4 separate regions of the Mus musculus genome follow, and all the other regions are linked to region 4. Evidence: chromatin contacts called from public ChIA-PET, HiChIP or PLAC-seq and promoter capture Hi-C data. All regions are on one chromosome and are shown on one strand. Each heading gives the region's core, a stretch centred on a gene start, on an enhancer-like site or on the middle of the called end of the contact. The rest is flanking DNA. Distances are from core to core; before and after follow the strand shown. Region 1 overlaps Clta (clathrin, light polypeptide (Lca)). Region 2 holds the start of Clta (clathrin, light polypeptide (Lca)). Region 3 holds the start of Ccin (calicin). Region 4 holds the start of Rnf38 (ring finger protein 38).

Region 1 (7,611 bases), core at 171-2,670, 210 kb after region 4:
GCCTTCCAGCGGTGGGCACTCCAGTGCACAGAGAGGGGCATCTTGGAAACTGGCCTTCCTGGTGCCCGCCACAGGAGAGCACTGCAGCGTCAGCTTTGGGCTTCACCGGCGACAGCCTTTAGTAAGCACTCTGTTATGGGCTACATGCCATTCCACACACGGCAACCGTTAGTCAGCACCGTTGCTGACGGTGTCCTCGCCTTCCTCCCAGGCAAGGTGACTGAGGCTCAGCGATGAAGACTTGGTCAGCCGGTGGCAGTGTGGATCGCAGTGCACGTGTTTTCCTCACTACACACTAACGTTTGCCAGCTCAGGGTGCCATGCTGACTTTCTGTCAGCCTCAGGAATTATCACTGGGTATGACCACTGCCAGCCAACAGATGGGCACAGCCCCAAAGATTTAATCCCAAATCTTGGACCCAACCATTGCTTTCCCACACTTGCTTGGTGGAACAAAAAACCTGTGGCTGTTGCACAGTGCGCCTTAGACGTAGAAGAGGCTGGGGTAAGTGCTCTGGGGAAATGGAAGCTAGTTTGGGCCCCAGGGTTCCGTGTCTGCTCAGGAAGCCAGGGCAGTTTCTAAACACATGCCAGTCTGGGCTTTTGACAAAGTGTAGCTTAAAATCCTGACCTCACCAAGTCCTTATATACTCGAGGGCGGGAGGCAGGTGGGGTGGGAATGTGCAGGACCCAACTAACCAGGGCACAGGCACACTGGGAATGACCCTGCCAAACCTCAGCTTGTTCTTTGCTATATTGTTTTAGGATTTAAACAAACAAACAAACAAACAGGAAAATTTTGTTTTGTGAGATAGGATCTCACTTTGTAGTCCTGGCCTCCCAAAATTGAGGCGGCAGACATTGGCTGGAAGGCCATTTAAAGGACAATCAGGTCACTCATCAGTTTACACACACATTTATCTGAAAGCAAATTCTAGTAACATATATTCCAGTTTCTATTTATTTCATTTTGATACGGGGCCTCATGTAGCCCAGGCTAGCCTTAAACTTGACAGGTAACCGAGGATGCCCTTGATGTTCTAGGTCTCCTACTCTCGTTCCCAATCTTAGGAATGCGGGGATGGCGAGGATCCCCTTCAGGCAGTGCTGCGGACCAAGCCCAGGGCCTCACACAGGCCATGCAATCACGACTAACTGACCTAGACCTCCGGCGGTTTTAGTTTACTTTTAAAATACACACATACCCTTCATTCTTTCCTAATTCTCTACACAGAGGATATCTGTGGAAACGGAAAGAAAGCAAAAGGAGCAGCCTGGTTGTAACTCAGGGAAACAAGCTGCGGGTGAGTCAGTCAGGCGAGTGGGAGGCACAGAAGGGCAGGCAGCTCTACACCCTAATCCCTTTAGTTTACAGAAGGCTTAGCCTAATCCATTTATGCTGCTTTGCTCTCACTGGGGGAGAAGAAAGGTCTGCAGCCTCCCCTCAGGGCATCACTCACAACAAAGGCCTTGGTGAGGCCCTGCCTCTTCACTACTAGCCCCAAGAATAAAGAGCTTGTCTCTAAGACAAGCAGGGCCTCTGACAGACAAAATTAGAGACACTAGCGCACAGGCGCCCCACCTGTCTGCTCTCCTCCCAGGGTAAGGCCGACCTGGAATCAGCACCTGTCAGGGCTTAGGGAAGCCTGAAACGGGGAGAGGAATGCCTGACCAAAGGCCTAAAATAACAATTCAGAACTCCATTCTATAAATAGCTCTACAGTGGGCATGGAAAAAGAAGTCTACCACTGCTAAGAATAGTGGATTTAATTCCTCAAGTGGTTTTGGTTAGAGCTGAAAGTCCTAACACAAGAGACCTCTAACAAGGGGAATGTTTCTCTTCTTGCTTGGGAAGGGAGATGCTGCAGAGTTGTCCCCCAAGCATGAACTGCAGGAGACTTCCACTGTTCTGAGTCTCTGAAAAGGGAATTCTTTCTCATAGGCCACAACTGAATGATTCACTCTCTGGTGCAACAACAGGTAGGCCCTAACTTGGGGTAAAAGATAAGGTTTGGCATAGACAACACAGTACCGGCTACATAGGAACCAAACACCACCACCGCGTTGCCCCCACCCTTCTGCTGACTCCTCCTCACCTCACTCAGGAAGACCTGGCCTGGATGTGCTCCCAAGTGGTGAAGGGTTTTGTTTTATTTCAGAATAGGTCTCTATGTTCCAGGTTAGCCTCCTTTCTGTCTCAGCCTTCAGAGTATCCAATTATAGTAGTGTGGTACCACCAATGGCTTGGCTGATACCCCTCCTTCCCTATGTCATTTTGAGGATTTAACACAAAGTCCTGCATCACAGAACTTCATTCCTAGCACCTCAAATGATTTATAAATTCTCCTAACCACCATCCTCTAAAGAAATCACTCGAAGACAGGCAGTGGTAGTACAGGCCTTTAATTCCAGCACTTGGGAGGCAGAGGCAGGAGGATCTCTCTGAGTTTGATGCCAGCCACCAGGATTACACAGAAAAGACTGTATCAAAATAAAACAACAAAAACAAAAAACAAAATCTACAGGATTAAAGAGTAGAAAACGTATCTTCTGTCCTAGGATGTGGGGATGGTGGTTAGCATACCCTAACCTTATGCACTCAGACCTGAGCTGTGAGCAGCTTTTATAAGGCAGACTCAGCTGGTTTCCGACATCGACGTGTTAACACTCCATAAGAAATCTCTTCTCTGTGAAACTAGGGAGGTCGGGCAGTTGTGGCGCACACCTTTAACCCCAGCACCTGGGAGGCAGAGGCAGGCCAGCCTGGTCTACAGAGTGAGTTCCAGGACTATACAGAGTAACCCTGTCTCAACCCCCCCCCCAAAAAAAATCAGAAACTAGGGAGGATCAGGCAACTCAACATTCTACAATTCCGAGTAAACTAAAGTACTGCAATCTGACTACATGCTCAGAACCTCACCCTCTAAGGTTAAGTTCCTCTAATAGACGTGGGGTATTCCTTTAAATAAAGGGAATAAGCACAAACTTGTGCAATAGAAAGCCTGTTCCCAATGTCTTCATTATTAAGCTTGAAGGTCTATTTGTCAAGTTGCTGAAGCCATGGGACTCGATGTTAGTGGACTTGCCCCAGGGCCTCCAGAGTGGAGCGGTGCTGAGGCACTTTTGCTGGGGTGTACTCCCCACTGCAACATCGTTCTTTACTGCAGAGCCACACCTGATCCTGGAGGGGAATCGTCTTGAGGTGGCAAGAGCAGAGGAGCCTGACATTTCACACTTCACATCAGCACAGAGGCTCTGGGCGGCCGGATGGCAACTGACCCTGACCAAAGTCCTTCCCACCTTACTCAAATGGAACCTGAAAGGCACTGTCTTAGAGTACACCCCTCAGAGACATGTCCAGGTTGAGAGGCCTAGGCTTGGCATCAAAGGACAATGTCAAAGATGATCAAGAAACACGGGGAGTTTTAAAGGACTGTCTTAATAAGAGCCCACTTATTCTGTCATAGTTGCTTCACAATGGCATCAGCTGGCTATATTTTCTGAAAGATTTCCTTCTAAGAGCTGCCCCCGAAATGCCAGACCCAGCCCACAGCGAATAACCTAAGGCCCAGTCTGCCTTGGGATCTGTTTTTGTCCTTTTTTTTTTTTTTTTTTTTAAAAAAACAATGAAATGAGTGGCATGCCTCCTACTTGGTAAAAGGTGGGTGGCTCTGAATCCAGCAGAAAGTTAATCTGCCTGTGGCAGGGAGCTATACTCTGAGCATCTCCCTAGGCTACCTCCAAGAAGTAAGGGCCCCTACGAAATGAGTGCATACCACAGCTACTGTTTGGTAATGATAGGGGACGGAGTGTTTTCTCTCCCCACAGTATTAACTTTCAGTAAGTGTAATGTGTGTGTGTGTGTGTGTGTGTGTGTGTGTGTGTAAGAGCACACTGCAGCTACCTTCAGACACACCAGAAGAGGGCATTGGATTGCATCACAGAAGGTTATGAGCCATCATGTGGTTGCTGGGAATTGAACCCAAGACCTCAGGAAGAGCAGTCAGTGCTCTTAACCGCTGAGCCATCTCTCCAGCCCCTCTTTTAAAAGCATGTTCATGAGCCCAGAGCTTCCTAAGCACAGGCAGTCGTCGGTGAAGCCTCAATCCTGCAGTCCATGCTGGGACATCCTGAACGACCTAATTACAGAGCACGTCCGTGCTAAGGACGGACTTCAGAAAGCCTCTTTAGGAGGGCAAGGCTACATTTAGGGGATCTGTATACTTAGTCTGTAATTCTCTCCAAAGTAACGAGACTCTGCAGCTGACCTTTCATCTCAGGGCTCCAGGGCCTACCTTTCCCAGATCTTGCCATTACAGTTGATGAAACCAGGCCCAGTTTAAGAGCCAAACTCAATCCAAGTTGAATTTTGCTCACAAGACCCAGGAGACTTGTAGCCTCTGTTTCTAGCAGTTTCTTCCAGATCCCCAAGGCCTTTCTAAGAAGGCAGGCACAGCCAGGAACCTGGACTGGGTTCTCGAATGGATCTGACTCAGTCTCAGAGAAAGGACCAACCTGTTGTTTGCCTTTGTCTTCTGTAGCTGCTCGTCCTGCCTCGCATACCACTCTTCCAGCTCCTTTATCGCCTTTTCTTTCCACTCCGCTTCTTGCTTCCGAGAATTGGCATCTTGTAAGAGAGAGAGAGAGAGAGAGGAATACAACTGAGGGAAAGCAGAAGTAAGTTCATTTCAACGTGTAACGTTTTGGTCCTACTGAATGTACAGAGCTATCGGAATGTCTGAGCATATACATATATGCCAGGGAAAAAAGTGATGGGAGGTGGCTCATGAGTTAAGAGCAGTGGCTACTCTTTCAGAGGGCCAGGGTTCCATCCCCAGCACCCACATCCCATGGGAGCTTACAACCATCATTAACTCCAGTTCCAGGGGATCCAATACCCTCTTCTGGCCTCTATAGGTACTTCAAACATATGGTGCACAGGCATGCATACAACTTTTTCCTTTTTTTGAGCCAGTGTTTCATGTAGCCCAGGATGACCCTAAACCTATGACACTGGTGAAAACCTTGAACCCCTGCCTCTTGCTTCCCCCTCTGAATGCTGGTCTACAGAAATAAATGACTATGCCCCGGTTTGTATTGCTGGAGACTGACTTCAGGACTGTGTGCATGCTGGGCAAGTACTCTCCCAATTAATCAACAGATGCGTCTAACTCTCCAGAAATGAACACAGTCCACACCCCTAATGTAACCACTCATATTCTTAAACAACACAAAGTTACTCCCCTAACTATAAATATGGTGGAAACTCTTGTGCGAGGCAGGAAACGCACAGTAAAATTAGCAGAGGTAGAAGTGACTCACAAATCAGAGCTAATGGAAAGAAAACAGGGATGGAGGGAGCTGCAGGGGCCAAGGACACAGGATCACTGTTTAACAATCACCGAAAGGCTCAAGACTGCAGGTTCAGAAAAGTCATATATGTAGGTTTGCTAGCCTGGATTCTCAAACATTTCTCCTTTGGAAACTATTTATTCGGAGTGTGTGCATACACTCATACACAATCAGGCACATATGCAGGTGCCCAGAGGCCAGAGGACCCGTGAGATGGAGTTACAGACAGTTGTGAGCTGCCCTGTGGGTGCTGGGAACTCAGCCTGGGTCCTCTGCAGGAGCAGCCAGTGCTCTTAACCTCCAAGCCATCTTTCCAACTCCCATGTGAAGTTTTCAGATTAAATGTAGTTTTGCACAATGTCTGGTTGAAGATCACCCGTCACAAAGGGAGGGATGCATGATCATGCTAGGGGCACCGTGACTCACTCGAACAGTCAGACATGCTCGCAGGGACATCCTCTGTGGCCTGTGACTTACATGTATCTCAATCTTTACAATACTCCCAAGAAGACACATTTTAGGTTCATTTTCAGCAGTGAGGGAGGGAAAAAAAACCCAAAAAAACCTCAAAAAGTCGAGTGAGCTTGCCATGGATAAGGGAGAACAAAGACTGGTCTGCTCGCAAGCTTACACTTGACTTCCTTCAGTAGGCCAGCCTGAAAATAACCACAGGATTATATAACCATCAAGGCCACCAGGAATGCAGAGGCAGCCCACCCTGTAATTATCATCTTGCAGAAGGAGAGTGAAAGCGGGGTGGCATCAAGTAAAGACTGGTCTGAAGAAGCAAGAGCGTTCCTGGGCATCCGTGGGAGTCACCTCCAAGTGTCCTGATGTTACAGACTCTCCTCTGTTGTTTAACTCACCAGAAACGGCCTGGCGCGCACATGAGACCCGTCTACTTGGGGTCCCGCTAAAGCCTCTGACACACTGGCAGGATTTCTGATGGTCCTGTCCATGACACACACGGGGCAGAGGATAAACCAATGGATTCTCAAAGTTGAGGAGGCCACATGAGCTTCAATGAAATAAAACCTACCACCAAACCCAAATCCAAGTGGACTACCCCCCAATTACTGCCCTTCTGTGGCTGGCAAGATGGCCCTGGGGTAGAAGCACTTGCCATGCAAGCCTCATGACCCAAGCCCAATCCTGGGTTCCACAGTGGAACCTTGAAATGTTTAAAACTTTAATTGCCTTTTGATTGGACTATATTCTATGCATTCTAACAATCATTAAAGTTATTTTTTGTTAGGGCTAGGCATGACAGCACACACCTTTAGTCCCAGTACTAGTAGGCAGAGGCAGATGGTTCTCTGTAAATTTGAGGCAGTCTGATCTAAGTATCAAGTTCCAGGACAGCCAGAGAAACAAGAGATACACAATAGAGAGACCGTGGTTTTTTTTGTTTTTGTTTTTTTAAAAAGTCTTTCTTTTCTCAAGTTTCATTGCATGGCCCAAAATGGATTTGCTGTATAGCTCAAACTGGCCTCAAACTTGTATGTTTCTCAATTACTAGGATTAGAGGGGGTATCACCATAGCCAGCGTACGTATTTTTCATTAAATGTTAGGATCAGTCTAACTGAAGTAAGATGGGCAGTCATCTGTAAGTAACAGTGTGTGCAGTATAAAACCCAGGCTGCCTGTCTGTCTGCTGGCTTACAGATTCACTGTGTGCTAGCACAAGTAACTGAGAGTCCTTACTGTTCAGCCTGATGGGACACAGCTCTAACAGCACGAGCTGGCGCGGGAAGGAAGGAGCCTCCTGAGAGCGAGGCACGCTGACGGGAACCTTCCTCCCCAGCCAGCCTCACCACTCCTTATAGGAGCCATTTGAGACCACGGCCACCGGCTCCGCTTCAACACCGTGCTTTCTCAGTTCTTACAGAAAAAAAGGGTGAAACCACAGAAACCCCCTGCCAACAAACATTGACTGCAATACAAGACCAAATGTTCGACTTTCCCTGAAGTGGCCATCTTGAGTTGGGACTGGGGATGCGCACCTGTAATCCCCGTGCCCAGGAAGCTCCTAAGTTTAAAGCCAGTTTGGTATGCACAACAAATCTCAGGCCAAATAGGGCTACACTATGAGACTCTGTGGTGGAGCTGGATGAAGGAGCCCCAGCTAAGAAAATTCTTCAAAGAGTTGCTCAAAACCCAAACTTGGTGGTTAGAAAAAAGAAAGAAGACATTTCCTACCACCAAAATGTACTTCCTGTGAGACAAACTCTGCCTCCAAGCCGTCACTAAAGACAGAC
Region 2 (7,728 bases), core at 2,234-4,733, 230 kb after region 4:
ATGTTGGAAGTGGGTGATCTGCTTTTTTATTTTAATTTTATAGGGGACTACAGCTAAGAGATTGCATGAATCTCAGAAGAGACTTTGAACTTTTAGAGATTATGATAGACTATGGGTTCTTTCTCATGGCGTGGGCCTTAGATGCAATTGACTGGTGGTTGATTACTCCAAAAACATCTATGCCACTGTTGTACCAGTGTACCATGCAGGAGAGTCACCAATGTAGGTAAAGGGTTTGTAGCTGAGTTAGTGATTACCTTTCCTCTGGTAGGGTATAGAGTACCTTCCAGTACAATGAACGCTATTTCAGAAGCATCTACTATAATAGGTTTCCATGACCCATTCAAATGGCCTACTGTTAGTTCTCCCTCCCTATACTTCCTTCCTTACCCAATCTTCCTCCTCTCTCCACTTAATCCTTCTGTTCCAGCCTCCTCTCCGCCGTTTTTCTCTATGTATTCTATTTCCCCCTCCTTGGGGACTACTTCCCTCCCCTCTAGTTCCTCACTGCATATTAACCTCCATAGTTGTTCATATAGTAACCTGCCTATTAAAAGGCTTAGCAGTAATATCCACATATAAAGGAATGCACACCTGTTTAGTTACTGTTCTATTGCTGTGAAGAGGCACCATGACCAAGGTGACTTTTACAAAAAGAATCATTTAGTTAGAGGCTTGCTTACAGTTTCAGAGGGTTAGTTCATATTTACCATAGACAAGAAGCAGACTGGCGTGGCACTGGAGCAGTAGCTGGGAGCTTCACGTCCTGATCCACACACAGGCAGCAGACAGACAAGGAGAGAGGCACTAGGCCTGGTGTACGCTTCTGAAACCTCAAAGTCCATCCCCAGTTACACACTTTCTACAAGGAGGCCACACCTCCTACTCCTTCCCAAACGATTCATCAGCTGGGAACTAAACATACAAACAGAGGAGCCCTCGGGGTTTTGCTCACTCAAAGCATCTCAATACTATATTTGATTTTTGAATTTTCCATTTCCTCACTCAGGATGATTTTTTTCTACTTCTATCCATTCACCTGAAAAATCTCATGATTTCAACAACTGAATAATATGCCATTGTGTAAATATACCACATTTTCCTGATCCATTCATGTATTGATGGGTATCGTGGTAGTTTGAAAATGGCCCCACAGACGTAGTACTACCTGAAGACCCACCTATAACACTCCTGGGCATATACCCAGAAGATGTTCCAACATGTAATAAGGATGCATGCTCCACTATGTTCATTGCCACCATATTTATAATAGCCAGAAGGCGGAGTCAACTCAGATGTCCCTCAACAGATTAATGGATACAGAAAATGTGTTACATTTACACAATGGAATACTACTCAGCTATTAAAAATGACTTCATGGGGCTGGTGAGATGGCTCAGCGGGTAAGAACACTGACTGCTCGCTCTTCCAAAGGTCCTGAGTTCAAATCCCAGCAACCACATGGTGGCTCAAAACCATCCATAAAGAGATCTGACTCCCTCTTCTGGAGTGTCTGAAGACAGCTACAGTGTACTTACATATAATTAATAAATAAATAAATAAATAAATAAATAAATGAATAAATGACTTCATGAAATTCTCAGGCAAATAGATGGAACTAGAAAATATCATCCTGAGTGAGGTAACTCAGTCATAAAAGAACAAACACGGTATGCACTCACTGATAAGTGGATATTAGCCCAAAAGTTTGGAATATCCAAGATTCAATTCACAGACCACATGAAGCCTAAGAAGGAAGACCAAAATGTGGATGCTTCAGTGCTTTTTAGAAGGGTGAACAAAATACTCACAGGAGGAAATATGGAGACAAAGTGTGGAGCAGAGACTGAAAGAAAGGGCATCCAGAGACTGCCCCACCTGGGGACCCATCTCATATACAGCCACCAAACCCGGACTTTATTGTGGATGCTGGGAAGTGCTTGCGGATGGAAGCCTGATATGGCTGTCTCCTGAGAGGTTCTGCTAGTGCTTGACAAAGACAGAGGCAGAAACTCAAAGCCAACCATTGGACTGAGCTCGGGGTCCCGGATGGAGGAGTTGGAGAAAGGACTGAAGAAGCTGAGGGGTTTTGCAGCCTCATGGAGGGAGCAACAGTGTCAACAGGCCAGACCCCACTGGAGCTCCCGGGGACTGAACCACCAACCAATGAATACACATGGAGCAACCCATGGTGCTGGCCACCTATGTGGCAGAAGATGGCCTTGTTGGACATCAGTGGGAGGAGAGGCCCTTGGGCCCAAGGGTGTTCGATGTCCAAGTGTAGGGAAATGCCAGGGCGGAGGACCTTCATAGAGGCAGGGAAGAGGGGGTGGGGAGGTCTGAAGGGGAGACCTGGAAAGGGGGAAACATTTGAAATGTAAATAAAGAAAATATCCAATCCAAAAACAAAAAGATTGGAAACCTCTCAAGAGAGAGAAAGAAAAAGAGAGAGAAAGAAAGAGAGAGGGAGGGAGGGAGAAAAGGAAGGAAGGAAGGAAGGAAGAGAAAATAAATGGCCCCATAGGCTCCTAGGGACTGGGCCTATTAAGAGGTGTAACGCCTTGTTGGAGTAAGTGTGGCATTTTCAGAGGAAGTGATTAACTGAGGGGGCAGGCTTTGAAGTCTCAGAAGCTCAAGCCAGGCTTAGTGGCTCATTGTCTCTTCCTGCTGCCTTTGCATCCAGATGTAGAACACTCAGCCAGCTCTCCAGCACCATGCCTGCCTGTGTGCCGCCATGCTTCTCACTATGATGATAATGGACTAAACCTCTGAACTGTAAGGCAGCCCCAATTAAACATTTTTTTTTTAATAAGAATTGCCCTGGCCATGGTGTCTCTTCACAGCAATAGAAAGCCCGACTAACACAGGCATCAAGGGTGTTTCCAATTTCTGGCTTGTAATAATTATCTTTTTAAATTTACTTAATATTTATACCCATAAAAACACTGGAGGCAGGAGCTGTGGTAAAACCCCACTAGCTCAGCAAGGTAACTTTACTTTCTTAACTACAAAAGATCTATTTACAAGCCTGATTCTACAATAAACTGCTAGCTCCTTAGAAATCTTTCTAGCTGTGTCATTGTACTGAGCTAATCTACCTTTCTCTTGAGCTCCTCCAAACCCAAGAGGGCTCCTTAGTTCTTTCCTAGAATCCTGTTTCTCCTATGTCCTGCCCACTGGTTCTCTGAGGTTCCTGCTAGCCCAAAGAACAAATCCCTACCTTACCTGGATCTCCTTCTATGAAGCCAAGCCAAAAAGAGAGAGAGCCCAAAAGTCCAAGTGAGCAGAGCTCTCTCAAAGGTCCATTGCTATAAAAGAAGTCTCTAGCTCCTCCTTACACCCTGGCCAGGCTGAGCAGAGTCACGGACATGGTGGTGGTGGTGACTCCAAGCCAAGTCAGTGGGGGCCAAACCATTTCACCTGTACAGTGGAACAGCTCAAGGCCATCCAGCTGACTTTGCTTCAGGTCATAGAGCAAAGACCACAGACCTCCTCCAAGCAATGTGCCTTGAAATGGGCGGGAACTTTCAATTCTTTAGCATTCTTATCTATCTAGGCCTGTAGAGGCACACCCAAACTGCATCTCTTCCAGACACAACTGCCTCTCACAGACACTGTATCTTTGTGGGCTTTCCTGTTTTGCCAACACACAGGATGTCAATGTACAATCACCAACTACCCAGTGATACCGGCTATCATGAGTAGGACAGCAATGAACACGGCTGAGCAAGTGCCTCTGTGGGTTAGTGGTCCTCAACTTTGCTAATTCTGCGACTCTTTAATACAGTTCCTCACGCTGTGGTACACCCAACCGTAAAGTTCTTTTCATTGCCACTTCGTAGATGTAATTTTGATCCTGTTATGAATTGTAATATAAATATTTGCATTTTCTGATGATCTTAGGCAACTCCTGTAAAAGGGTCATTCAACAACCTCAAGAGGGTTGCGACCCACAGGCATTATAGTTGGGTGCCTCCCAACTACCTTGTCTAACTTAAATTAGCCTGTTTATTCTATCTACATCTGTCACGTGGCCATTACCTCTCACTCGGACCCAGCACGTAATCCTTCCAACTCTGCAACACACAGATCCTCCCGCACATGAGTCTTCCCACAGTCCCTTTCTCTCTACCAGGAAGTCCTGCCTTCTACTTCCTGCCCAGCTATTGGCTCTCAGATCTTTATTAAAGCCAATCAGAGACTGCTTTAGGCAAGTGAAAGAGGACAGAAACACACCTTCACACAGTATACAAAAAAATTCCAACGCTCACCATCAGTAGGTGAGAGTTTCCCTTACCCAATATCCTCACCGCTGTGAGCTGTCATTTGCTTTATTGATCTTGGCTATTCTTACTGGTGTGAGATGAAATCTCAAAGTAGTTTTGATTTGCATTTCCCAGATGACTAAGAATGTTGAATATTTAATTCTAAAGAAATTAAAGATGCTATTTATGTTTCATCTTTTGGAGACTGTATTTATTCTGTGCCCCGTTTTTAATTGGGTTATTTGTTGTCTTGATTTTCAGGAAGAGGTTGTTGTGTTTGGGGGTAGAAATTGGTTTAATTCTTTACATATTTTGGTTTTAGCCCTCTGTCAGATGCGTAACTGGTAAAGATCTTTTTTCATTCTGTGCCTAATTCTTTGTCCAAATGACAGTGTCCTCTGCCTTACAGAAGCTTTCCGTTTCATAAGGTTCCATTCATCAATTGTTGATCTCAACGCCTGTGTTAATGGTGTTCCTGCTCAGGAAGTCTTTTCCTGTGCCAGTGAGTTCAATAGAGTTTCCCATTTTGTCTTCTATCAAGTTCAGGGTATCTGGCCTTGTGTTGAGATCCTTGATGATAGACATGACACAAATCACTTTGCATTCTTCTACATGCAGACATCCAGTTTAACCAGCACCTTTTGTTGAAGATGCTGTCTTTTTTCCAGTGAGTATTTCTGGGTCTGTTAAAAATCAGGTGTTCAATGGGTCTGTACCTTTGGGTCTGGGTCTTTAGTTTGATTCCACTGTTCATCATGCTTGGTTTTGTGCCCACACCGCTTTGTTTGTACTACCATAGTGCTGTAGTCCAACGTGAGACTGAGGATGCTGCGGCCTCCAGCAGTTCTTCCATCATCCAAGATTATATTAACCATCCTGTGTATTTTTGTGTTCCCATATGAAGCTGAAAATCATCCTGTGAAAAGTTGTCTGTGAAGAATTGTGTTGGACTATTGGTGAGAATTGCATTAAATCTGTAGGTTGCTTTTGATAGGATGACCATTTTCACTATATTAATCCTACCAATCCATGACATGGGACATCTTTCTATCTTCTGATATCCTTTTCAATTCCTTTTTTCAATGTCTTAAAGTTTTTGTTACACAAGTCTTTCATTTGCTTGGTTAGAGTTGCCCTAAAATATATATATTTTTTAATTATTGAGAAAGATTCTGTTTCCCTGGTCTCTTTCTCAGTCCATTTGACTTTTGTATATAGGAAAGATATTGGGTTTTGCATGTAAATTTTGTATTCTGCTACTTTGCTGAAAGTGTTCTTCAGCTGTAGACATTTCGTAGTAGAATTTTTAGGTACAATTCAAAGATACTTTGGCTTCTTCCTTTCCTAATTGTATCCCCTGATCTCTTTCAGTTGTCTTATTGTTTTAGCTGTAAATACTTCAAGTACTATATTAAATAGGTATGGCGAGAACAGATGACCTTGTCTTGTTCCTAATTTTAGGAGAAATGCTTTGAGTCTATTTCAACTTAAGTTAATGCTGGCTACAGGCTTGCTGTAAATCACCTCTATTATGTTAAGGTATGTCTCTTTGATCCCTAATCTCGAGAACTTTTATCGTGGAAAGATATTGGATTTTGTCATAGGCCTTCCCTGCAATGAGGTTTTTTTCTTTAGTCTGTTTATATGGTGGGTTTTATTTATTTTGTACAAATGTTGAATAATCCCTTCACCTCTTGCATGAAGCCTACTTGATCATGGTGGATGAAATTTTTGATGTGTTCTTGAATTTTGTTTGCAAGTATTCTATTGAGAACTTTGCCTGTATGTTCATCAGGGAAATTAGTTTGTAATTTTCTTTGTGGTTGGTTCTTTATGTGTTTTAGGGAAATTGGTTTGTATTTTTTTTTTTTGGTTGGGTCTTTGTGTGGTTTAGGTATCAGGGTAATTATGCCTCATTAAAAAATTAGGTAGTGTTTCTTCTGTCTTTCTTTTGCGACATACTTTGGGAAGTATTGACATTAATCATTTCTTGAGGTGCTGGTAGAATTTTGCACTGAGTCCATCTGGCCCTGAATTTTTTATTTTGTTTTATTTTTTGTTGCTGTTCTTTGGGAGACTTTTAGTTACTGCTTCTATTTTCCTGGGATTGTGTGTCTGTTTAGATTGCTTATCTGATCTGGACTTAACTTTTTTTTTTTAAAGATTTATTTATTACATGTAAGTACACTGTAGCTGTCTTCAGACACACCAGAAGAGGGCGTCAGATCTCATTACAGATGGTTGTGAGCCACCATGTGGTTGCTGGGATTTGAACTCTGGACCTTCAGAAGAGCAGTCGGGTGCTCTTACCCACTGAGCCATCTCACCAGCCCTGGACATAACTTTTGTAGGTGATATATATCAAGAAAATTATCCATTTCTTTTAGGTTTTCTAGTTTGGTGGAATACAGATTTTTAAAGTATGTTTTTATGATTCTCTGGATTTCCTCTGTCCTCTTCTTGTTTCTAATTTTATTAATTTGAATCTTTTTTCTCTATCTTTTAGTTAGTTTGGCTGAAGGTTTATAAGTATTACTGATTTTCTAAAATAATCAACTCTTGCCAGGCGTGGTGGTGTACGCCTTTAATCCCAGCACTTGGGAGGCAGAGGCAGGCGGATTTCTGAGTTCGAGGCCAGCCTGCTCTACAAAGTGAGTTCCAGGACAGCCAGGGCTATACAGAGAAACCCTGTCTCGGAAAAAAAAAAAAATCAACTCTTATTTCATTGAGTCTATGTAAAAAAAAATTTTGTTTGTTTTTATTTTATTGATTTCAGCCTAGAGTTCTATCATTTTTTACCATCTACTGGGTGTTATTTATTCGTTTTGTTCTAGGACTTTCAGGTGTGACATTATGTTGTTACTATAGAGATCTCTTAATTTTCTTTATGTAGGCACTTGTGCTATGAACTTGCCTCTTAGAATCACCTTCATTTGTTTGTGTTGTGATTTTATTTTTATATTTTAGCTTGATTCTAAAAAGTTTTTTTGTTTCCTTCTTAATTTATGGGTTAATACATTTTTAAATTCAGTGAGTTGTCCAACTTCCAAGAGTTTTTAAATTTGATGTTGTTGCTATCCAGGAGTGATGGCACACATCTTTAATCCCAGCACTCAGGAAACAGAGAAAGGCAGATCTGTGAGTTTGAGGTCAGCCTGGTCTACAGAGTGAGTTCCAGGACAGCCAGGGCTACAAAGAGAAACCCTGTCTCGAAAACAAACAAACAAACAAACAAACAAACAAAAACCAAACCCCCCCCCCAAAAAAGACTTGTTTTGTGTCTAAGTAAATGGTCAGTTTTAGAGAAAGTTCTATGATATACTGACAAGAAAGTATATTGAGTTATTTGTATTGAGTTAAATGTTCTGTAAATGTCTTCTAGTTTCATTTGATTAATTAATGCCAGCATTTCTCTACTTAGTTTTTGTCTGAATGATCTGTCTATTTTTGAGAGAGTGGGGTA
Region 3 (7,313 bases), core at 1,632-4,131, 250 kb after region 4:
TACAGAATAGGATCCTGTGACAGAAGTCGTGTGTGTGTGGGGGGTGGGGTGGGGGGGGTGTCCTCAGCACAGTGCATGCAGGGGACTATCTGTCCTGGGCATTCCACTCAGTAAGACTCCACACTTACACTATTAGTTAGGTGGTCTCACCATATCTCTGTTACCGAAGAGGAAATGAAGGCACAGAGATATAAGTTAATTTGCCCAGGATAAGCTAGTGGGTTCTTGAGCTGGTACCCGAGTTTACCTCCCGATCCCCATTACAGCTTCACTCCACTACTGATCTGGATTTCTTTCTTCTCCCTTTACTGTAGCTTGTCCACCCCTGATTCAAACCTCACATTCCTGAGAACGTTCTCCGTGAACCTCTCCAACTAGAAGCAGTGACCATTGTAAGTAATCCTCAACTTCCCCCGAGATGAGACATAAACCACCCTAGGTGACACAAATACAACAGGCCATCGACCCTGCTTGTCCCTGGACTTGCCCACACACCTCCTTCCTCCCCAGCCTACAAGGCTACTCTCCTGGGCTTAGGAGAGGTCCTTTCCTGTCTCCCAAGAAGACCTGAAGCAAACACATGCTGGAAGAGCCCATGCCATCACTACTCTGAGCAGAGATTACTATGCTAGCAGATCCCTGAGAGGTGACTACAGGGATTGGGGGTGGGGGGGGGCACCACTCAAACATCCCCTAGCCCAGAGTCTGGGAGGAACTTCAATCCCACAACCACCAAGGATTGTTTTTCCTGACTCAGTTTAGAGACCTCCAGAGCTGGAATAACAAAATTAATTAACTAGTTAATTAATTAATCTACCCACTGTAGACCACCAACCAGAGACCCCATCTCTGCTAGTTACCTCCATTGAGATATTAACCCTGAATCCTATCCATCAGGAACATGTGTAGCCCCAAGCATTGACCCCCCACTAAAAGGAATCCAAAGTCACATTCCTCCCTTGCTTTCTGTCATTAAATTGTGAATAATAATGCATTTACTTATTCTCCCACTTAAAAAGTTGTTTAAATTCTTTGAAGAATCTTGCAAGGCAGCTTGGCTAGACAGCAGGCAGGACAGTCCAGTGCCTCAGGTGGGCAGGCAAGGGTCTGCCATTCACCTATCTTTTGGTCCAGCAAGTAAGCATTAGGATTGATGGTGTAGTCCTTGGTCTGGACATCGCTGGCTGTGGTGACACCCCCACATACAAATACCTTGCTGTCTCCAATGGAGCAGATAGCATGGGATACATCCAAGGGACAACTGTTGGGCAACAGAGGTACTGAGGTTGTCGACTTGTTGGCCTTGATCTTCTGTAAGTTGATTTCCACGCTCTGCCGGTGGCTGTGTACACGAAGGATGTTGTCCTGATGGAACGAGAGCAGGGGCCGGTGGTTGAATTCGATGGGGAAGGTGATACACTGGACCACTTCCCCCGTGCAGGTGTCAAAGCAGTCCACTACACCGACCCGGGAGATGTAGCCCTTCACCAGGCATCGCCCAGTGACAATGTACAGGTTCCGGTCACCCTTAGTGATGACTGCTGTCCCGTCCATAGGGATGCTCATCTTCCCCGCCAAGCACCAGGCTTCCTTGCGTTCATCATAGCGATAAATGTTAGAGACGTACCGGCGTGGGGCAATGCTCCCACCCACTGAGTAAACTGTTCCCCCGCAGGTCACCATGGTGTGGAAGACAAGCCCAATGGGCAGGTCAGGTAGCTTGGTCCAGGAGTTGTCGTCCATGTCATACCGCCACGCTGTCTTCAGTCCTGAAATCTGCTCAGTGGTGCCACCGGATATGTAGATGTAACGGCCAGCAGCAGTGGCACTGAGCGCGGCTGCCCGGTATGGCATCTCTGAGAGCTTCAGCCACAGGTTCTCCTGGATGATATAGGCAAACACCCCATCGTTGAACTTACCGTGGGCCTTCTGGCCACCCAGGATGACCACCGAGTCAAGCAGGGCCCCTTTCCGCTGGTAGCTCAGCAGGCTGCACGGGCGCTCCTGCTTGCGGTCCATCAGGACACTTTCGATCAAGGTCGCGTGGGCAGAGTTGTTCTCCAAGCCAACCAGCTTGTTGCTGGCAAACATCAGCGTCTTGTTGGAGACCGCATTGAGATTGATGTAATTGAAGAACTTCTTGAAGTATTTTTCCCGCTCCTCCTTCCGGAAGTACACCCAACTGATGAGTGCGCTGAGCGCCTGGTCCTCGTTGAGCACGTGGAGGTTTTCATCCCGGAGCAGGCGACCGAAGATGACGGGTGGGCAGCGCATGAAGTGCATAGAGCCCTCGGGACTGGCCCAGAAGTGGAAGTTGTCACGAATGCCAGAGTAGGCCAAGTCTGATACTTCTTTGAGCTCGAACAGCTCAGCCAAGAAGAGGTAGCGCAAGCAGTTGACGCGGCGAATAGACTTAATAAGGAAGTCATTGCAGTGAATCCGAAGGCGTGGGGTATTGAAATACTGTGCGCCCCGGAGCAGCTCCTCCACGTTCTGCTCTGAGATCACCACTTTGCCGCTGTAGAAGTAATCCAGGAGCTGGTCCACCGTGGCTGGGCTCAGGTAGTTGGGGTCGATGGTGATGTAGAGTTCATCGGTGGTCTTCATGTCGTTGCTGGAGATGAGGCTTTTCACTAGTGGAGAGACGGCAGCCAGCACGTTGCGATGTGCGAAGAAGACATGATGGTCCACAGTCAGGGCCATGTCCCAGTACTCTTTACGCTTCCTCTGTTTGTTCAGGTTTTGCAGCACAAAGCTGTTGTAGTTTTTCTCTGTGAATTCCAGTTTCATGGTGCTTCTTGTTGGCCGAGACAGAAGATTCGTAGCAGGTACCGGAGGGCAGACTTTTCCAGGCCTTTGGGGTTTGTACTGATGGTTGTTTGCAGAGCAGCTGACCAGAGAGGAGTGGGCGTGGGAGAGAGGGTGACGTCATAGAATGGATGAGGTCATCATAATGTAGCCCCCTCCCCGCCCCCAGGCCTTTCTCTCCCCAGAGCTTCAGAGGAAGCTCTGGAATGGGGCCACGGTGTCCCCCTGGGCCTTTCAAGTCACAGTCCTCGGCTTCGCCGGGAATGTTCGAACTGGTTTGGGTGGGGCAGAGAGCAGCTGTGGAGAGGGAAAATTTAGGGTGGGAGGAGAGGTTACCATGATCTAGAAGCCTCCCTTTTAACCAGAAGGCTGAAGTCCTGCTGAGGAAGGACTCCCCCTGTCACAGAGGCAGTTAGAGGCAGAGCAAACCTGGAACTCCCACAGTGTGGGGCGTTACAACCCTTTCACCCCTTCAGGAAGTGGGGACCAGACAGTTTTCATGGTTCAATTCTTAGGCCCTGAAGGCCCTTTTTTCTACCAAGGTTCCTGGACGTCTGAGAAGACAAACCCTCTGGCTTCTGATCTCTGTAGTCAGAATACAGTTTTCATGGAGAAGTGGGTGACACTCACTGGAGCAGAAATGGAGGGGCCAGCCAGCCCTAGGAAGATGGGAGGACTTGGAAACGCCAGTACCAGGTTTCCAACCTCCCATACCAGGTTTGGAAACTTCCCATACCAGGTTTCCAAGTATCTAGTAAAATGCTGGGGAAATGCCTGATTCGGCCTCTCCACTCCGAGTTTCTTAGACCAGTTCACTCAGGCCTCAGATTCCTCTTCTGTGAGATGAGAATACTCGCTTCAAAGTGCAGCAGGCACAGCGCTTAGCTTACAGCAAACGTTCCAATAAATGCCAGTTCTTGTTTCTTAGTTGATATAACCACAGCTGTGGGCATCCCCGAAGCCCTCGACGGGTTATAGGAGCCTGCTTCGGCCGCACGGTGGCGCTGCAGGGTCACCTCCTGGCCAGAAGCACGCCGCCTCCGTGCTCAGCTTCTCCAATGGCGTAGAGAGGAAACTCACCCGCCCCGGGGCGTCCCTTTCTGCCTGCTTTGTCCCGCCTAGGGCTCCTTTGTGTAGGAGCGACTCTGAAACTCATACGTCTGGACCCGGGGCTCACAGTGTGGCAGACCCACACCTGTTCTCATTTTACAGATGTGGACAGAGCCCGGCAATGGTGTATGACCAAAGCCACCCTGGGACCTCTTAGGAAGAACCGTGCCATATGGTCACTTGTACTGGTCAGGAGGACCTGACTGCAGACCCCATCTCCACTGTGGGCTCCAAGCCTCACTCCAGACCTTCTGGTCCTCCTGAACGCCCCTCCCAGAGTGACTGTCAGCTCCATACCCACCACTCTCCAGCCCTCTTGCTGGCTTGGATTCTCATTCATCTTTCCATCCCACACCTAGCCTTTTCCTTATCTAGGAACTTGGTAATTTAAAGTTTGTTTGTTTGCTTGTTTGTTTTTGTTACAGGGTTTCTCTGGGTAGCCTTGGCTGTCCTGGAACCTCTATGTAAACTAGGCTGGCCTTGAACTCAAGAGATCTACCTGTCTCTGCCTCTCAGGTGCTAGGATTAATTGAAGTTTTGTTTTTTTTTTTTTTTTAAACAATTATACTTTAATAGTGAAGTTACACATCTTGATACCTGACTTCTGGGGCAGATAGTCTCTTTGGATGTGATGCCTGTGAAGGGGTTAGAACTTCTGTCCCCCTGCTTGGGGTACTTAGGTTCCAGCCCCACTTCAAAGAACTCCCTATGTGGCTGAGCTCAGTTCCCCACTACCTAGTCTCTCTCTCTGTCTCTCTCTGTCTCTCTCTCTGTGTGTGTCTCTCTCTCTGTGTGTGTGTCTCTGTCTCTCTTTCTCTCAGGGAATTTCAGCTCTGCACGCTTCTCCAGGTCTCATCACCTGAGAAACAGGGGCCACTTGGCCAGAGGAAGCATCGTGAGTCTGATAAGGATGCCTGAATCCAGTGGCATCCTGACTGTCAGACCCCACTTCCTGGGACATTTACCGGAAGCAGAAGGTCATCAGATCCCAGAGCACCAGGACAGAAATGAGCTCACTCACCGTATGCCTCCAGCTGGAGATCATGGAGGTCTGGGAGGATCTGACAGACCTGACTAAGGCCTGGAGAGAAGAGGCTTGTTCAACCGGAGAGCATTTGCCACAGTTTCCGGTCTTAGGTCTTAGTTGCAAAGCTCCCATCCTCAACAAACTCAAGACTCAAAGAATCCCATTACTCGGCAGGCAGAAGCAGGAGGGACTCTGAGCTCAAAAGTTTAAGGTCAGCCTGGGCAACATAGACCTTAAAACAAAACAAAAATTGGGGTGTGGTGCTCCACATGTGTAGACCTTAAAATTAAACAAATAGTGGGGGTGCGGTAGTCCATATGTGTCTCAGATTTCGGAAGGCCTAAATTTAGGCCAGCCTGGGGCAACATAGTAGACTGTCTCAAAGTTAAAAATGTAAAAGCTCATTAAACTGGGCCGGGGACAAAGCTCAGTGGGTAGAATGCGTGCCTGTCACGCACAGAGCGGTAGGTTGGATCCTGAGAACCATGCCAACTTGGTATAGTGAGCCATGCCTCTAATCCAAGCACTCAAGAGATAGGAGCAGGATGATTGGAAGTTCAAGGTCCCCTTTAGATATATAGTCTTTAAGTTCTAGGCCAGCCTGGACTACTTGAGATTAAAAAACAAACAAACAAACAAACAAACAAACAAAAAGAGGTGTTTGCACAGTTGCTGCTGAGGTCGCTCTGTAGGCAGAATGCCTGCCCAGCAAGCCTGACCACCCAAATTCAACTCCTGGAACCCACACAAAGGTAGTCGGACACGGTGAGCCCACAAAGTTGTCCCCTCACCTGCACACTCTATATGCAGTTTTGTTTTGTTTAGAGATGGTGTTTTGGTTGACATGGATGCATCTGGAAAGAAGGAACCTTAGCTGAGAAAAATAACCTCATATTGGCCTGTATGCAAGTCTGGGAGGTAGGTGTTGCTTGACTCAGGATCAGTGGGGGAGGGCCCAGCTCACCGCTGCTGGTGTCATCCTTGGGCAGCCAGTAGACAGCACTCCTCCGTGGACTGTTTGAGTTCCTGCCTCTAAATTCCTGCCCTGCCCTCCTCAGTGAGGGACTGCTACGAGAAGTGTAAGATGCAAGGGCCCTTTCCTCCCTAAGTTGCTTTTGGTCAAGGTGTTTTACCACAGTAATAAGACACCTACAACACGGGGTCTCTTTATGTAGCCCTGCCTATTCTAGAACTTGTTAGGTATCCCAGGCTGGCTTGGAACTCATGGAGAACCATCTGTGTCTGCCTCTGCCTCGGCTGAAACTAAAGGTGTGCACCCCTATGCCTGATCAATAAAATGTTCTTTACAGTTAAAAAAGGAATGAGCCCAGGGCAGGAGAATTGCCAATTTGGAGTCAGCTTAGTCTACTACCTAGCAAGTGCTGGGACAGCCAGGGCTACTCTGTGAGACTGTCAGAATTTGCAAGGGAAGGTGGGTGTGCCTGTGCCCATCTGCTCAGCCAGTGTTGCTCGCTGGCTCTTCTCCAGTCCTGGAAAGCAGCTTTTTCCTTAGTCCCAACCAACTGTGGAACAGACGCCAGCTTCGAGAGTGGCTTCATGCCAGCTCCTGGTTCTATGCAGACATTGGTACTCCTAGGGATGGGCAGGAAGTTCAATGGCTGTTTGCTTGGTTCAGCCAGGAAAGGGCTCCTGCCAGGTCTCCCACTTTCCTCCTGCCCTGATCAGCATTTTCCATTTATGGGATTTTCCTGGGAAGGAGACCCTAATATTTTAATTTTTATAGATTGACATCATCATATTGCAAACCCTTAAAGATAATTAGGGCATTTTCAAAGATATACAGAATTACAAGCAGGAAGCTCAAGATAGCTTCTTGGTCTTCAAAGCATGAAGCATGGTACTTGCCCCTAGAGCCTCAGGTTTGCAATCAACGGTCTTACCTTCCTTTCAGACAGATTCTCTATAAGTTGTCCAGGCTGGCCTTGAACTTCCCATCGTCTTGCGAATAGCTAGGATTCTAGGCTCACCTGCCTTTACCATTAATAACTGAACTACAGAACATATAGCTTAGGTTTGCTGGGCCTCTATTTTAAACTCGCACCATTGGTACGTTTTTCAGTTCCGCCAGTAAATTCTCTCCATGTGTCTGAGCTCAAATTCCTTGTCCCTGGTATGCCCTCGGATCAGGTAGTCTATTCATCTGTGAGCTACTAGGTCACATGCTTCCAAAAGTAGCTATTTAGGCAGTGTGGTCCCCAGGGGAGGGACTGGGGAGGAGGAAGTGGCTCAAGATGGGCTCAGAGTCCCAAATCACCTCAGCCATAAACTAAGAACGAATCGAATCGCATTAGAGGAAGAAGTTACACAAAAAGGAAAGGATTTTATTGTCTCGTTTGTTTGTTGCTAT
Region 4 (7,890 bases), core at 2,345-4,844:
AGAGCTTTGTAGCCCGTTTTCTGGTGTCATGCTTTCTTCTGACCCACCTCCTATGTAACACTCATCCAGAGTGTTTCCAAAGTGTGTCCTGATCATGGTGTTTCCTCAGTGACTCCAGCGAGCCCCTTCACTCACCACATAAGTAGCTCTGATGCCCCTCAACATGGCGTTCAAGACTGTATAATTTAGCCTTATCTTTTAGACACATATTACACATAGTAATAGGATTCGGTATGATACAGATACATATGTATACAATTTAGCACAAGTAAAATCCAACCACCTATTTCCCACCCTTCCCAATGTTCCGTAATCACTATCCTACTTGCCTGTTGATTTTTAACATAAATTTTCATTTATATATTTCCAAATTTTAATTTATTTATTTGTGCATGAAATACAGGTTCACATCTGCATTCCCCCTGCCTCTGCTTTCCAGTGTAGGATTATAGGCATGTGTGACCATGTGTATCTCTCTCTCTTTTTTTTTTTTTTTTTTTGGTTTTTCGAATCAGGGTTTCTCTGTATAGCCCTGGCTGTCCTGGAACTCACTTTGTAGATCAGGCTGGCCTCGAACTCAGAAATCTGCCTGCCTCTGCCTCTCAAGTGCTGAGATTAAAGGCCTGTCCCACCACCGCTGGGCTACATTTTTTATTACAAAATTATTACATTTAAGTGTTTGTGTGGGTGGGTAGGTTGGGGGGTGGCGTGAGTGCACGCTATGAAGGCTGTGTGGAAGTCAGAGGACAACTTGCTGGAGCCAATTCTGTCCTTTCACATGGGTCCTCGGAGAATGGTGCTTTGGGTGTGGGGTTTGTCATCTCCACAGCCTATGGGGTTTATGTTGTAAAACGTTTCGCACGTGAGAGGAGCATGTAGTACTTGTCTCAACATGATGTCTTCCAGATCCACTTCTTTAGCTGCACATGGTGAGCTTCTGTTGTTCTTTACAGATGAATAATGCTGCACTGTGTACATATCCAGCATTTCAACTCCCCAGTTTGGGGGTTGGGGGTTTAGCTAGGTGGTAGAGAGCTAGCATAGCAAACGCAAGGTCATGGGTTCAGTCCTCAGCGCTGAAAAATAAAACAAAAATAAACAAACAAACAAAAAACCCCAAAATAACCAAAAGATCAACTTCCCAGTTTGATCTCCTCACAATCTTTTCTTCCTTCTGACCTCTGCAGCACCTCCTTAGTGATCAACCCTATTGATCTCTTACACCTGCGGGTTTTCTACACCCATAGATTTAGTCTCTCTCACTAATCACCAATGGAGAATGGCCAGTGGGCCACAGCAGGCAGGAGGGCCCAGGCTTTCATGATGTCTTAGGGGGTGTGGCGATGACTCAGGGCTTTTGGGCCCTCTCTCATTTCTTCCTGGTCTCAAGGCATCCTTTGATGGGTTCTTTGGGCTGACTAGACTACACTGCTAGTCTGTTCTTTCTCTTTAGGGTGGTCACTTAAGACATTTGCTCTAGCTTGGAGCTGTAAGAGATGACTCTGGGGTGTTGACTGTGGGGATAAAAAGAGACTAACCTGGCTGGGTGGTGGTGGCTCACGCCTTTAAGTCACAGCACTCAGGATACAGAGGCAGACAGATGAGTTCAAGGCCAGCCTGGTCTACAGCCTGAGTTCCAGGTCAGCCAGGGCTACACAGAGGAAACCCTGTTTTGAAAAACAAACAAAACAACAATAACAACAAAAACAGGGTAAACAATGCTCAAGATGGCTGCGATTCATGAAAGGGACGATGCCTCTGGACAGTAGTTTACAGATGTTCTTCAGTGGCCTTATTAGGATGGAGGCCCTGGCCTGAAAATACATTATCTGACTCTCCTGTGACAAGAAACTCAGGGATGAAATGCAGGAAAATTTAGGTCCTTTGGTCAAAGATAATCTCACTGTGTTTCAGTACAGCTTCCCCGAGCTGTCCTTCTTGGTGAACTACTCATCCTTAAGATCTTTTTTATTTTATTTTATTTTATTTTGGTTTTTCGAGACAGGGTTTCTCTGTATAGCCCTGGCTGTCCTGGAGCTCATTTTGTAGACCAGGCTGGCCTCGAACTCAGAAATCCGCCTGCCTCTGCCTCCTGAGTGCTGGGATTAAAGGCGTGTGCCACCACGTCCGGCTCTTAAGATCTTTAAAAGGTTTGTTGTTGTTGTGTGTGTGTGTGTGTGGTTTTTTTTTGTTTTGTTTTGTTTTTGTTTTTTGAGATAGGTTCTGTGTAGCTCAGAAATTTGACTACAAATATCTCAAGTGACCAAGAATGATCTTCTCTGATGCAATTATCATCCATAACTTCTAAGACTCTCTGACCTCCAAGGAGATTGCAAGCTCTCTGAAGGCCTGGACAATATCGTTATTATCGTCGTAGCTTCATTTCTGAGCACCGCTAATGACCGGATAGATGAAAGACAATGCATCATCTAGTGTCAACTGCGGACTTGGAAATGTCTGTTGCCAAAGATCGTCTGCTTTGCCCTCCCAGTCTTTCTTTGCATGGTGCAGGGAAAAAGCTGAGGCTAATTTTTATTAAAACAATCTAGCCAGCAGCTTAGCTGCACCCTTACCCACATGCCTGTACTTAGAGACTCTACTCAGCACATGGTTGGGTTTATTTTGCTCTTCCATGGATAACGCCGAGAGCCAGAGAATGATGGGAAGATAATCGGTTCAGCCGCCAACATCGCATTTGAGAAAAGAGGGCAGACCGGGGGGAGGGGGAATGATGGTGTTTTGAATCCTCAGAAATCTTCCCCAAATAATAGGAAAGCCTTCAGTACAGCTCCGAATGTTTCCTCACTTCGAAGCCTCTTCCTCTTCTGAGATTAGGCCCAGTTGCCTGGACGGCTTCCTGTCAGGGCTTTCCCGACAAGGGTATTTAAAGTGAGAAAGAGGAAGAGAAAGTCGGAGACAGGGGCGAGGACCACCGCTGAGTCGGACTGGCTTCTGCTGGGAATTCAAGATGGGTCTCCAGGACTCAGGGAAGGGCGCTCGTTCATCTCCAACTCTTGCGTCTCCGCCTCTGCGGTTCTCTAGGGCTCCGCGGAGACTGATCTATCACCAATCAGCCTCAGAAGCGAAGAGAGAGTTTCTTTCCTAAGTGTCTCAAAAGCACAAACTTTGAGGAGACAACCGGGAGGGAGGACCGACGTGCAGGGGGCAGAGGCAGGAAGCAAGCAGGCAGGCAGGCGCAGGGAAGGCAGAGGAACGCCCGGCAGGCTGAGGCTAACCGGGGCGGACCGGGGTACACTCCCCAGCGCAGACACCGCCCGAGGCAGCAGAGCGGCAGGGCCTGCGCAGCGGTCGGCCTGGCCTCCGAGGCCCGCGGCCGCGCCCCGGAGGCGGGCCGGGGGCGGGGCAGCACCGGGCTGGGGCGCAGATGCCGAGAGCTTTGGCCCGGGCCTCCCCGCTTGGGCGGGCCGCGGCTGCTGAGGATCCCCCTAGACGCCGCCCGGGAGCCACGGCCCGGAGCCCAGCGCTCATTGGCGGCGCGGCGCGGTCTCCCCGCCCCCCGGCGTCCCCGCCCCCTCCGCCGCCGCCGCCGCCGCGGCTCGGCTCCGCCTCCTGGCCCGCCGGGAGCCGCCTCCGTCGCCGCCACAGCCTCCTTCGCCGCCGGTCCGGGCCCAGCCAGCGCCCGCCGCGCCGGAGTCGAGTCGCAGTCCGAGCCGCTGCCCGCGGCCCCGCCATGAGCGGAAGCGCCGCCGCCGCGGTCGCGGTCGCCGCCGCCGCCGCCGCCTCAGCCGCCGCCGCCGCGCACTTCCAGCCTCGGTCGTCGTCTCCCAGGCCGGGGCCCGCCGAGCTCGGGCCCCCCCGCCGCCCGCGCCCCCCGCCGCCCCCGCCGCCGCCCCGGCCCGAGCCCATCACCGCCGGCCGCCTTAGCCCTCCGGGCCACGGGCCTCTTCGGAGCGGGGCGCAGGGTGTCGGTGCCTGCGGCAGAGCGCCCGGAGCAGGTACGGGGTCTGCCGGCGAGGCGGGGCGGGGCGGGGCGGGCTGTGCGGGGAGGGGTGAGGGTCAGTCCGGGGCAAGGGGTCCCGCGGAGAGGGAGGAGCCTTGCCCGCCACAGCTTTGTCCAGCCCGGGAGACCCCGGGAGCCCTGCTCCTCCGCCGGGCAGAGCGCCTCACAAAGCGTTTTCGCACCCGCTGGGCAGCCCCTTCCTGCGGGGTGGGCAGGGCAGGACCTCGTGAGGAATCGGCTCTGCCGGGGAGGAAACTGAGGCTTACCGGGGGAAGTGACTTGCCCAAGGTCACAAAGCCAGCTAGAGTCGTGTCTTGGCTGAGAACCAGGGCCACCCTGGAGCTGGCGCGGGCCGTCAGCCGAGGGGGCTGGGAGGAGGAGGCAGAGTCCCCAGCCCCTGAGTCTGGAGTGGTAGGAAGAAGGGGGTTGGGGCCTGCGCCCTGGCACACCCACCAGGGTAGCTAACCTATGCTAAGCTGACCAGGACAGGTAGGAAGGAGAAACAGGAGCTGCCTCGGGAGCTTAGTGCCCTGGGGAGCCGATTTTGGGAGCTGGAGCGAGCAGGACTCCTGCCGGGGGCGGGGAGGGGGATGTGCTCCGAGAGGGTTTTATTGAGGTAGTGGAGTAGAGCTTTGGAAACTTGACTCGGGGACCGTTTGGCCCTCTCCAGGTCAGCCTTCTCACTACTGCATAGGCTAAGCCAGCCCAGCGGGAATGAAAGGGAAGGAGGCCTGTTTATACAGTGTCTTTTTCCAGGAAATTGCCCGAGTTTTGTTTATGCCCGGAACAGAAATACATAACTGGTCCTGGTAAAAGCATGCATGCGACAGAAGGCCATCCGAGCCTTTTCTAGATGGTCTGGACTTAACACACTTGGAGAATTCTCTGAGGAAGAGCAGCTGTCCTAGAAGGGGGAAGGAAGTTGGGAGGGTTAGGACAACTCACCCTCCTGCCTGCTTTACAATTCAGGAGGAATCCATTCTTACTTGGGGTGATTAGGCGAGTTGCTTTTACTCTGCGTGCATCTTAGAAAAGGCGAGGGGATAATAATTATTTCCAGAGGAGAAAGCAATGGAAGGATAGCAGGCAATGAGGAAAGATCAGTAGAAGCTGTGGAATGGGGAAAAAGAGAGGGTATGTAGTTATTGTGGGGGAAGGGAGATAAAGGGATTGCTGAAGGGGAGGGAGGAGAGCAGATAGCTTAGAGAAAAAGACTGGGATGCTTCCAAAAGGCAAGCAAAGCAAATAGGGTAAGTTTGAAGTGAGCCTCTTCAAGCTGAGCGCTGTCTACAATATAGAGTTTTCCTATGGGTCTGACATAATTTTGTGTGTGGTTTTTTTTTTTTTTTTTTTTTTTGGTTTTGTTTTGGTAAGGACAGTTGTAATATGTTATAGACTCATGCTGCCCTTAACTTCACCTACTTTCTTCATTCTCATCCCTAAGGATACAGACCCTAGAGTGCCTAAGGTATTGTCTTGAAAGTAAGGCTTGACAAAAGAAGGAAGAGAAAGACTAATTAGCAAGTGAATTAATTAAGGCCTTTTCTCCAGATTGATTCCTTAAAGTCAGCTGTTTCTTTACTGTCCTGCACTGTACCTGAGCTTTCTGTCTTGGGTGCTGTTGGAAGGCTGCTTTGGGGTTGTGGTCCCAGCACTAGGAAGACTGAGGGATTAAGAGTTTCAGGCCAGCTGGTCACCGCAGCAAGTGGGAAGCCTGGTCAATTTAGGAAAAATCCTAGGATTTTGTTACAGATTTGCATGTGTGTATGTGTGTGTGTGTGTGTGTGTGTGTGTGTATGTATGTATGTATGTATGTGTTTAAAGATTTATTTATTTATCTATTTATCTACTTATTTGTGTGTTTTCAAGATAGGGTTTTTCTAAGCCTTCCCTAGCTGTCCTGGACTTGCATTGTAGACTAGGCTGGCATCGAACTCACAGATCCACCTACCTCTGCCTCCTGAGTGGAAGGACTAAAAAGACTTGTGCTGCCACACCTGGTTAATAGGTTTATTTTGCATGTGTGAGCGTTTTGTCTGCAGGTGTTTATGTATGTGCATCACATGAAGGCCAGATTAGAGTGTCAGAAACTCTGGAAGTCCAGTTACAGGCTGTTGTGAGCCTTCATTTGGGTGCTAGGGTCTGAGCCTCGGCCCTTTTCAAGTGTAGCCAGTGATCATAACTGCTGAGCCTCAAAATCCTGTTTTGAAATGTAATAGAAGGGAGAGTGCTTGTCTAGTACCTTTCAGGCCCTGGGTTTTATTCCTAATAGTACAAACAAACTGTGACTATAAGAAACACATTTAGCATGTATTTCCACCTATATGTATATGTGTGTGTGTGTGTGTGTGTGTGTGTATGAACATTTATTTGTCAAAGACTTGTAATCAGACAAATGTAAATTGAACAGCAATATATGCTATTTCATTCCTGTCAGCCAGGCAGAACTTAAATGTTCTGGTGAGCATTAGTAAGATTGTAGAGAAATAATAAACTTCTGTTGCTTTGTTGTTGTGCTAAGGGTAGGACCCAGCCTCCTATATGCTAAGCAAGTCCTCTGTCACAGAACTATAGCTCTAGCCCTGTGGGAGATGGGAAATACTTTTAAAAACAGGGCCCCACTGTGTAGTCTTGGCTGTCCTGGAACTTGCTATGTAGACCAAGTTGGCCTTGAACTCACAGAGATGCACCTTCCCTAATTCCTGACTTGACTGCTAGGATTAATAAACTGTACTTTTATATACTGTTAATGGGAACGGAACTGTGTGCAACCACCTTGGAGAGTAGTAGTAGTGTAACAAATAGCTAGTTAAAAGCTGGTTGACGTACCTATCTATCTAAAATGGGTAAAGACAATAATAAATACAAGAGAAGTACAAGAATCTTATTCCAGGGGCTGGAGAAAAGGGTCAGTGAGTAAGAACACTGTTCTTCCAGAGGCCCTGGGTTCAAATCCCAGCACCCACATGGCAGCTCACAACTGTGTGTAACTTCAGGATCTGACACCCTCACACAGACATATATACAGACAAAACATCAATGCATATAAAATAAAATATATATATATATATATATATATATAATTCCAGCTCATATATGGCACCAGTAGGGCCATATAAACTTTTAGAAAGACCCTTGCACAGTCTGAAGAGATATCTTACTAGGTGAAGTGCTTTCTATGAAAGCATGAAGACCCAAAGCCAGCTGTGGCAGTGTTTGCCTTCAACCCTCGTCTTGCGAGGTAGTGTGGAGGCAGCTGCACCCTGTAGATTTAATAGCTACAGTCAGTGAGAGACTCAGCCTCAAGAAAATAAGGTGAATAGCGGTAGAGAAAGATGCCTAAACTGCCTCTCGCATCCACATGAGCAGGTGTGTGCAGGAGTACCTGTGAACACTGCAATCATTGAACAGTGAACGCACACGCCCAGGGCCCCCACACAGCTGAATATTACAGCTCTTCGAGGACATAAATAAAAGCATCAATGGTGTCACATACCTGTAATTCTAATAGTTTGGAGGTGGAACAAGTTCAAGGCCAGCATGGGCAACTAAAAAACTTATCTCAACCTGCCACCTCAGTAAATTATAGCTAATGTATCACAAATGGATGTATATTAAAAACCTGATATGTTTTGGGGGAGCAACTCCCAGAAGAATTTTTACAGAAATTTTCCACTTGTGTATTTTGAAAACTCAAAACTATTTGTGGTTATATACATACATAGTAATGTAAACACATGTGTCGGGACTGCAAAAATTCACAAGTAGTACTTATCTCTGGGTAGAGAAGGTGGAGCATGGGATAAGACTGGTATGCAAAGGGCTCTGATTGTACTTAATATTACTTAAATTCAGATCAGGAAATTGCAAATTAAGATTTGTTAGTGTTGGATGTGAGTTATAGAGATTAAATATATTATTCATATATT

What was found. ChIA-PET counts read pairs in DNA pulled down with a chosen protein or histone mark. HiChIP or PLAC-seq counts read pairs in DNA pulled down with a chosen protein or histone mark. Capture Hi-C pulls out chosen DNA fragments and counts their contacts.
Region 1: a contact with region 4 is called in an H3K27ac HiChIP or PLAC-seq map of microglia, with 4 times the contacts expected there. The contact joins the enhancer-like site here to the promoter of Rnf38 in region 4. A contact is called at or near these places in 3 of 39 promoter capture datasets (embryonic stem cells, pre-B cells and stem cell-derived epiblast-like cells), 7 of 484 Hi-C or Micro-C datasets (CD4 T cells, cardiomyocytes, embryonic stem cells and 2 more), 5 of 115 datasets of contacts at active chromatin or transcription factors (effector CD8 T cells, embryonic stem cells, extraembryonic endoderm stem cells and 2 more) and 3 of 9 other capture datasets (adipose tissue, liver and pancreatic islet).
Region 2: a contact with region 4 is called in a promoter capture Hi-C map of pancreatic islet. The contact joins the promoter of Clta here to the promoter of Rnf38 in region 4. A contact is called at or near these places in 1 of 39 promoter capture datasets (embryonic stem cells), 5 of 484 Hi-C or Micro-C datasets (CD4 T cells, embryonic stem cells and erythroblasts), 6 of 115 datasets of contacts at active chromatin or transcription factors (effector CD8 T cells, embryonic stem cells, extraembryonic endoderm stem cells and 1 more) and 3 of 9 other capture datasets (adipose tissue, liver and pancreatic islet).
Region 3: a contact with region 4 is called in an RNA polymerase II ChIA-PET map of memory CD8 T cells, with 34 read pairs. The contact joins the promoter of Ccin here to the promoter of Rnf38 in region 4. A contact is called at or near these places in 1 of 39 promoter capture datasets (pre-B cells), 2 of 484 Hi-C or Micro-C datasets (CD4 T cells and embryonic stem cells) and 2 of 115 datasets of contacts at active chromatin or transcription factors (embryonic stem cells and memory CD8 T cells).

Annotation. Positions count from the first base shown.
Region 1 is chr4:44,022,465-44,030,075 of GRCm38.p6, reverse strand. It overlaps Clta (clathrin, light polypeptide (Lca)), which reads right to left. Exons shown (of 6, transcript NM_001080384.3): 5 at 4,516-4,627. Among named protein-coding and RNA genes, the nearest start is that of Clta, 22 kb to the right of the region's middle. Within about 2 kb of position 1,420, at least 85 of the 459 cell types and tissues checked have an H3K27ac peak or open chromatin away from gene starts, as enhancers often do. A contact at or near this core is called in adipose tissue, cardiomyocytes and microglia, where this site is marked.
Region 2 is chr4:44,000,198-44,007,925 of GRCm38.p6, reverse strand. It overlaps Clta (clathrin, light polypeptide (Lca)), which reads right to left and starts at 3,483. Exons shown (of 6, transcript NM_001080384.3): 1 at 3,226-3,483.
Region 3 is chr4:43,979,072-43,986,384 of GRCm38.p6, reverse strand. It overlaps Ccin (calicin), which reads right to left and starts at 2,881. Exons shown (of 1, transcript NM_001002787.2): 1 at 852-2,881. The coding sequence starts at 2,790. The coding sequence ends at 1,024. Glipr2 (GLI pathogenesis-related 2) reads right to left here. Exons shown (of 5, transcript NM_027450.3): 5 at 7,267-7,313.
Region 4 is chr4:44,229,609-44,237,498 of GRCm38.p6, reverse strand. Rnf38 (ring finger protein 38) reads left to right here and starts at 3,594. Exons shown (of 12, transcript NM_001379580.1): 1 at 3,594-3,956. The coding sequence starts at 3,692.